2 separate regions of the Capra hircus genome follow, and region 2 is linked to region 1. Evidence: chromatin contacts called from public Hi-C data. All regions are on one chromosome and are shown on one strand. The core of a region is the stretch at or near the end of the contact, and the rest is flanking DNA. Distances in the headings are between cores, read along the strand shown.

Region 1 (4,057 bases), core at 103-2,602:
TTTTCCCTCTCTCCTTTTTTGTCCTTTTTGAATAAGCTTAGTTGCAGACAGAGAGCGTGTTAGCCCAGACAGCCCCCTCCAGTGCAGTAATCACAACATCTCTTCCAGAATGTTCTTTGTTTGAAATCCTGCTAAAAAATACTCAAGTTCAGCCTGACTACACAAATGATGCTTCAGAGATAACAGAATTATTTGTTTTTCAAAAATAATGTTTTCTCTTGCTCATATGCTCACAGCAAAGCTTGCGTGATATGAATAAATGTTATTAAAAGTCCAGGTCATCCTCAAGGGTTATATAAGCCTGTTGTGGGAAAGTTTGTGGTCACAGAAGGAGTGTTAGAGTTTGGGGAGAGAAGAGGACTCAGGAAGCAGCCGAGCCTGTCTGTTGCTGGGTTTCCCTCATCTGGAGATTCATGTGAGGCTCAACAAGAGACTCTCACCTGTCCAGCCCTTCAGGTTATTAGCATCTGCGGAATCAAAGGGAGGAATTACTGATCTGTGACTGGAAGAAAGTGCTTAGGCACTACCTCTGGGTGCTCATATAGAAAGAACATTTCACGAATGCACATTCAGCGGGTCATTCTGGTTTTCCTGATTTTTACCTCTGGCCACTGGCTGCAGTCCATGAGGTTGCTAAGAGTCGGACACGACTGAGCGACTTCACCTTCACTTTTCACTTTCATGCATTGGAGACGGAAATGGCAACCCACTCCAGTGTTCTTGCCTGGAGAATCCCAGGGAGGGGGAGCCTGGTGGGCTGCCGTCTATGGGGTCGCACAGAGTCGGGCACGACTGAAGCGACTTAGCAGCAGCAGCAACGCCAGTTTCTAGATACTTTGTTCTAGACGCCCTGCTTTTACCAGATACCTTGCGCCCTCTGGTGGTGAATATGAAGTACAACAGCACAGTCAGCTTGGTTCACTTTACCTGAAAATTCCATGGACTGAGAGGCTCCTCAGAGCCTGGTAGGCTACAGTCCATGGCCTCGCAAAGAGTCGGACACGACTGAGCGACTTCACTTTCACTTTCACTTTCACCTGAACCCTGTAAAGACTATGAAATGGTAGGTGATTTTTTCCTCAATTATGACTGTGATCTGTTTCCAAATATTTGCATATTAATCATTAAGTTTCAGTTTAGTGGGTATTAAGTGCCTTGCCTGGTTAAGCATAAATTTACAACTGGAATATTTCAATCCTAGCACTTTACAGTGGTTCTCAAGTTTTGATGTGCGAAAGAATCACCAGAGAAATCTGATTAAAGCTCCAGTTCCCAACCACAGCTCCAGACGTCCTTGTTCAGCAGGCTTTGGGTTTCCCAGAAATAGGCCCATTTAAAATGAGCCCCCGGGGGATTCGCTGGTGGCTCAGTGGTAAAGAATCTGTCTGCCAGTTTCAGAGTTAGGATTGGCACAAGAGAAGCCTCTGCGATGAGAAGCCCGCTTGCTTCAGCTGGAGAAAAGCCCATCAGCCACGGAGACCCAGGACAGCCAAAAATAAGTGCATAATTAGTTATCCTTTAAAAGACAAGCCTCTGACGAGGTCGACCTGTGTGAGCTATTCATTGAGAAATGCTGGCTTAAATACTAACAGTACGGATTTGGAACCAAACCCAAGTCCCGTCTCTGCCGGTAGTATGACATTGGATTGTTCCATCTGTAAGAAGGCAGTGAGAATATCTACTCCATAGATCTGTCGCAGGATAAAACGAGACCCCAATATAAAGGGCTTGGCAGGATCTGGTCATGACAGGGATCCAGTACATGCCAGCTCTTATTATGTGTAGTATTGATTTAATTAGGTCAAACTATGAGCGACTTCCCTTTCACTTTTCACTTTCATGCATTGGAGAAGGAAATGGCAACCCACTCCAGTGTTCTTGCCTGGAGAATCCCCGGGACGGGGGAGCCTGGTGGGCTGCCGTCTATGGGGTGGCACAGAGTCGGGCACAACTGAAGCGACTTAGCAGCAGCATAGGGCAGAGAAGACCAGGGGATTTTCTGGATCAAAAAGGCGTTCAGTCTTTGGCTCTGAGCTCTCTGTAGTGAGATGCTGCCGTGGATGGAAACCCACTCCCTCATTCCCAAAGACAAAGAGGGGCAGCTGTCCCCAGGAAGACAAGTGGCACTGTACCGGGGCGCTTCAGGGATGTTAAGCAGCCTGGGAGGAAAAGCGCTTTGAAAAAAAATGCTTAAGGGCAGGGAAAATACTTTTATACATCTTTGTACCTCTTGGGCCAGAGGAGTAAAAGAGAAGTTGGCAGCTCTCCTATATAATTTGATATTAAGGGAACAACTGCTGTTTTTCTCTCTATAAGATGTTTAGGATTCACACACACACACTGCTACATATAAAATGGATAACTAGCAAGGACCTACTGTGTAGCACAGGAAACTATACTCAGTATTTTTAATAACCTATAAGGGAAGAGAATCTGAAAAAGAATAGATACATCTGTGTGCACAACGGGATCACTTTGATGTACATCTGAAACTAACACATTGTAAACCAAATATACTTCAATAAAAAATTAATGTCAAAATAAGATAAAATGGGCCCAAAGAGTTCTGAAGAACAAATGCGTGGAGATATGTGTAAACCCCTTAGTGTGATGATTGACACCGGTAGTGCTTGCAAAATATGGTTATTTTTCCCATCTCTTCCAGCCTGAATGTATCTGTAGTATCATTTTCAGAGACAGGTATTGATCAGGAGAAGGGAAACAGATGCTTTAGATGTATAGTAAGATTTTAGCAGTGTTTCTGTTTTTTTTAAAATCTGTATTTCCTCTGGTAAACTTAAAAGTCACACTGTTTAAAATATATATATCCAAGTTTAATATTTCATATAGAAGAAGTCATATATATGTATAATATATGTATGTATGTGTACACAGGCTATCAGGCAGTTATAGAGAGCAAAGTTATGTAATGACTCATCAGGTTGTGCAGTCAATATGCACTATCCTATTGATACACTTTAATCCATGCTTATGTTCATCTCCTGTGTATCTGCAAATTTTTCCCAGTACAGCATTAGTTGGCACTTCTCACCTTAATGTAATTGTAGCCTTTCCTGGGAAACTTAAACATCCGGGTTGTCATGTCCATAGATGCACCACTAGAGGGAGCCACTCCATAACAGGTGAGTGAAGTTGCTCAGTCGTGTCCAACTCTTTGCAACCCCATGGGCCTGCCACGCTCCTCTGTCCATGGGATTTTCCAGGCAAGAGTACTGGAGTGGGTTGCCATTTCCTTCTCCAGAGGATCTTCTCAACCCAGGGATCGAACCTGGGTCTCCCACATTATAGGCAGACGCTTTACTGTCTGAGCCACCAGGGAAATCCATAACAGGTGAGGTCAGTCTAACAAAAACAACGTGATCAGCCTGACGCTGATCTGAAGCCAAGGCTACAGATTACAGGTAACGTATCTCAGATTTATTAAAAAACACATAGGCAACGAGTCAGAGCTTGGGCTAGGAATGATTTGAAAAAGAATTGAAGGCACTATTCCACAGAACATTCACAGTGTGTACTAGAGACAGACAAGAGAGCGGGGCAGTGTCTTAGAAACATTTGCGGTGGACGATGGACGGCCCGGCCTCGTCGTACTCCTGTTTGCTGATCCACATCTGCTGGAAGGTGGACAGAGAGGCCAGGATGGAGCCGCCAATCCAGACAGAGTATTTGCGCTCGGGAGGGGCGATGATCTGTTGGTCAGGATGAGAAAGGCCATTAGCGTACTAGGTGGGAATTGGGGATTCCAGCATGGTCAGGACGTGTGGCCCTGGCCAAAGTTGCATGGGCCCTGGGGACAGTCTTGGCTGTTAGATGCTGAAACTGAACCCTAACCCATGGGGTGTGAATAGTTGTGGATTTATAGATTCTTCAATGAGCACCTTTGGTTTCCCGGCTTCCTTTTATACCAGGGGTCACTAACCCTCGGGATCTAATGCCTGATGATCTGAGGTGGAGCTGATGTAACAACAGCAGAAATACTGTGCACAATAAATGGAATGCACTGGAATCAGCCCGAAACCATCCCCTAACCCCAGTC
Region 2 (3,766 bases), core at 984-3,483, 110 kb before region 1:
CCCCATCGGGGCCTCTACCTTTACTACCCCCTCTGCAAAATAAACAAGCTAAGCAAAACACTCTTCACCTCTCTCCTCACCTGGCTAACTTCTAGCTTATCCTTCATGCCATAAGTTATTTTCATCCAAGTCTTTCCTGACTGCAGCATTCCTTTACAGCAACTGGCATAATTATACCTCTTTTCTTATTTATAATTGTGTGTTCCACACCAGTGTGAATCAGGAGGTGTTGAGGCCACAGTGAGTGTGGGGAAGCACTGAAGCTCAGGCTAGAAATTCCACTTGAATAGAAACAACTTAATTCTATTCACCACCACAGCCCCAGAAAAGAGTGCTGAATTTGATCATTAATGACCATTCAGAGATCATGCAGTGTTGGGCGGCACTGGGCAAAGAGGAGAAAAACATTAAGTATTTTCAGATTGATTTTAATTAGACAGTATTAAAAAACACTAAAAATACCTAGCACATGAATCATACTTAGTTTATGGAAGCTATTATTATCACTTATGAGTTTCCCGGGTGACATTAGTGGTAAAGAACCCGCGTGTCACTGCAGGAGACATAAGAGACACAGGTTCGATCCCTGGGTCAAGAAGATCCCCTGGAGGAGGAAATGGCAACCCACTCCAGTATTCTTACCTGGAGAATCCCACAGACAGAGGAGCCTGGCGGACTGCAGTCCATGGAGTTGTGGAGAGTTGGACATAATTTAGTGACTAAAGCAAGTATTAATTAAATTAATCAGTAGTATCTGCCAAGAGGTAAAGAAATAGTGTCCAGAGAGGTTGCAAGAGAAGCCAGGAAAAGATATGGCCCAAATGCAAATGAGGCAAAGCTTTTCTTAATTATAAAATTAGATTGTTATGAATGTTCAAACTACCACACAATTGCACTCATCTCACACACTAGTAAAGTAATGCTTAAAATTCTCCAAGCCAAGCTTCAGCAATACGTGAACCGTGAAATTCCTGATGTTCAAGCTGGTTTTAGAAAAGGCAGAGGAACCAGAGATCAAATTGCCAACATCTGCTGGATCATGGAAAAAGCAAGAGAGTTCCAGAAAAAGAGCTTTCTGCTTTATTGACTATGACAAAGCCTTTGATTGTGTGGATCACAAGAAAGTGTGGAAAATTCTGAAAGAGATGGGGATACCAGACCACCTGACTTGCCTCTTGAGAAATCTGTATGCAGGTCAGGAAGCAACAGTTAGAACTGGACAGGGAACAATAGACTGGTTCCAAATAGGAAATGGAATATGTCAAGGCTGTATATTGTTACCCTGCTTATTTAACTTCTATGCAGAGTACATCATGAGAAACGCTGGGCTGAAGAAGCACAAGCTGGAATCAAGATTCCCGGGAGAAATGTCAGTAACCTCAGATGTGCAGATGCCACCAACCTTATGGCAGAAAGTGAAGAGGAACTAAAAAGCCTCTTGATGAAAGTGAAAGAGGAGAGTGAAAAAGTTGGCTTAAAGCTCAGCATTCAGAAAACGAAGATCATGGCCTCTGGTCCCATCACTTCGTGGGAAATAGCTGGGGAAACAGTGGAAACGGTGTCAGACTTTATCTTTTGGGGCTCCAAAATCACTGCAGATGGTGATTGCAGCCATGAAATTAAAAGACGCTTACTCCTTGGAAGGAAAGTTATGACCAACCTAGACAGCATATTCAAAAGCAGAGACATTACTTTGCCGACTCAGGTCCGTCTAGTCAAGGCTATGGTTTTTCCAGTGGTCATGTATGGATGTGAAGAGTTGGACTGTGAAGAAAGCTGAGCGCCAAAGAATTGATGCTTTTGAGCTGTGGTGTTGGAGAAGACTCTTGAGAGTCCCTTGGACTGCTAAGAGATCCAACCAGCCCATTCTGAAGGAGATCAGTCCTGGGTGTTCATTGGAAGGATGCTAAAGCTGAAACTCCAATACTTTGGCCACCTCATGGGAAGAGTTGACTCATTGGAAAAGACTCTGATGCTGGGAGGGATTGGGGCCAGGAGGAGAAGGGGACGACAGAGGATGAGATGGTTGGATGGCATCACCGACTCGATGGACATGAGTTTGCGTGAACTCCGGTAGCTGGTGATGGACAGGGAGGCCTGGCATGCTGCAATTCATGGGGTCACAAAGAGTCGGAGACAACTGAGCGACTGAAGTGAACTGAACTGAACTGAACTGACCGTAAAGAGCCTGCCCGCAATGCAGGAGGCGTGAGTTCCATCCCTGGATGCGGAAGATCTCCTGGAGAAGGAAATGGCAACACACTCCAGTATTCTTGCCTAGAAAAATCCCACGGACGGAGGAACCTGGCGGCTACATACAGTCAATAGGATCTCAAAGAATCGCACACGATTGAGCGACTACACCTTCACTCTCAACTTTTATTTGGACATCACACAATGATTTGTTGGATGACTTGTACAAGCAGATGAGAAAAGTCTATGTTGTTATACATGCTACCTCCACTAGGAGGCAGCTCGGAGTCATAAAAGCACTGACAACAGTCTGTAATTAGAAGGGAAAAACAGTCTGTCGTATTAGCTAGATAAAGCTGTTTGGAAAAACCCATTTCATTTTTTAAAAATTTAACCATATACCTGTGAAACTTTGCCTCTGATCACTACTACTCATTGGAAATGATGGTCTCCAAAACTTAAAAACAGGTGGCTCTAGAGTTAAATTTTCTGTTAAAAAGTAAAGTGTCTTCCTGGCTTGGTTAGACATCCTATACGAATTGTTAATTTTTCTTTTTCTAAAATTTTTGTTGACTATATTTAAAAACGTGGAGTCTTTTATGTAGTAATCTGGCTTTCCAGATCAAACATTTTAAGAGCCCACAATTCACACAGGACACCACACAAAGCTCCCTCTGCTTGGGCTGCTCAAAATCTTCATTGAGAGTTAAATATGAGGAGGAAAGGAAAAGTGGACAGTTTTCCTGCAAGAGCTGCCAAGCCCTTGTGTGTTTTCTCAATCCCATTTGAGCGACATTACTTACAATATTAACCTGACCTTATTTTTCCATCATTCCTAGGCTTCTTATATCCTAGAAACACAGTTTCTGTATTTAGCAATATCTGCTTTAAAAAAAAAGTTTAAAAATTTCCAGAAGGAAGATAGAATTAAGAAAGTCAAATGCAGTTCTGATGAGATGGATGAAACTGGAGCCGATTATACAGAGTGAAGTAAGCCAGAAAGAAAAACACCAATACAGTATACTAACACATATATATGGAATCTAGAAAGATGGCAATGATGACCCTGTATGCAAGACAGCAAAAAAGACACAGATGTGTACAGCGGACTTTTGGACTCAGAGGGAGAGGGAGAGGGTGGGATGATTTGGGAGAATGGCATTGAAACATGTATACTATCATCTAAGAATCGAATCGCAAGTCTATGTCCGATGCAGGATACAGCATGCTTGGGGCTGGTGCACGGGGATGACCCAGAGGGATGTTATGGGGAGGGAGGTGGCAGGGGGGTTCATGTTTGGGAATGCATGTACACCCGTGGTGGATTCATGTCAATGTATGGCAAAACCAATACAGTATTGTAAAGTAAAATAAAGTAAAAATAAAAATTTTAAAAAAAAAGAAAGTCAAGTGCAAGAAAAGATTATTGGATCTGATCATTAATAACCATTCAGAGATCAAGTTCACCACAGTCCCTGGTGGCTCAGACGGTAAAGCGTCTCTCTACAATGCAGGAGACCCAGATTCGATCTTTTGGGTTGGGAAGATCCCCTGGAGAGGGAAATGGCCACTC

The links. Hi-C and Micro-C count contacts between places; a contact is called where the count stands out from the background.
Region 2: a contact with region 1 is called in a Hi-C map of blood, with 5 times the contacts expected there. The contact joins two enhancer-like sites. A contact is called at or near these places in 2 of 5 Hi-C or Micro-C datasets (both in blood).

What each region holds. Positions count from the first base shown.
Region 1 is chr26:40,727,901-40,731,957 of ARS1.2, reverse strand. It overlaps ACTA2 (actin, aortic smooth muscle), which reads right to left. Exons shown (of 9, transcript XM_005698192.3): 9 at 3,417-3,710. The coding sequence ends at 3,567. Among named protein-coding and RNA genes, the nearest start is that of ACTA2, 19 kb to the right of the region's middle. Within about 2 kb of position 1,352, at least 1 of the 5 cell types and tissues checked has an H3K27ac peak or open chromatin away from gene starts, as enhancers often do.
Region 2 is chr26:40,836,323-40,840,088 of ARS1.2, reverse strand. The region is part of intron 1 of ANKRD22 (ankyrin repeat domain-containing protein 22); the gene reads right to left. Among named protein-coding and RNA genes, the nearest start is that of ANKRD22, 17 kb to the right of the region's middle. Within about 2 kb of position 2,233, at least 1 of the 5 cell types and tissues checked has an H3K27ac peak or open chromatin away from gene starts, as enhancers often do.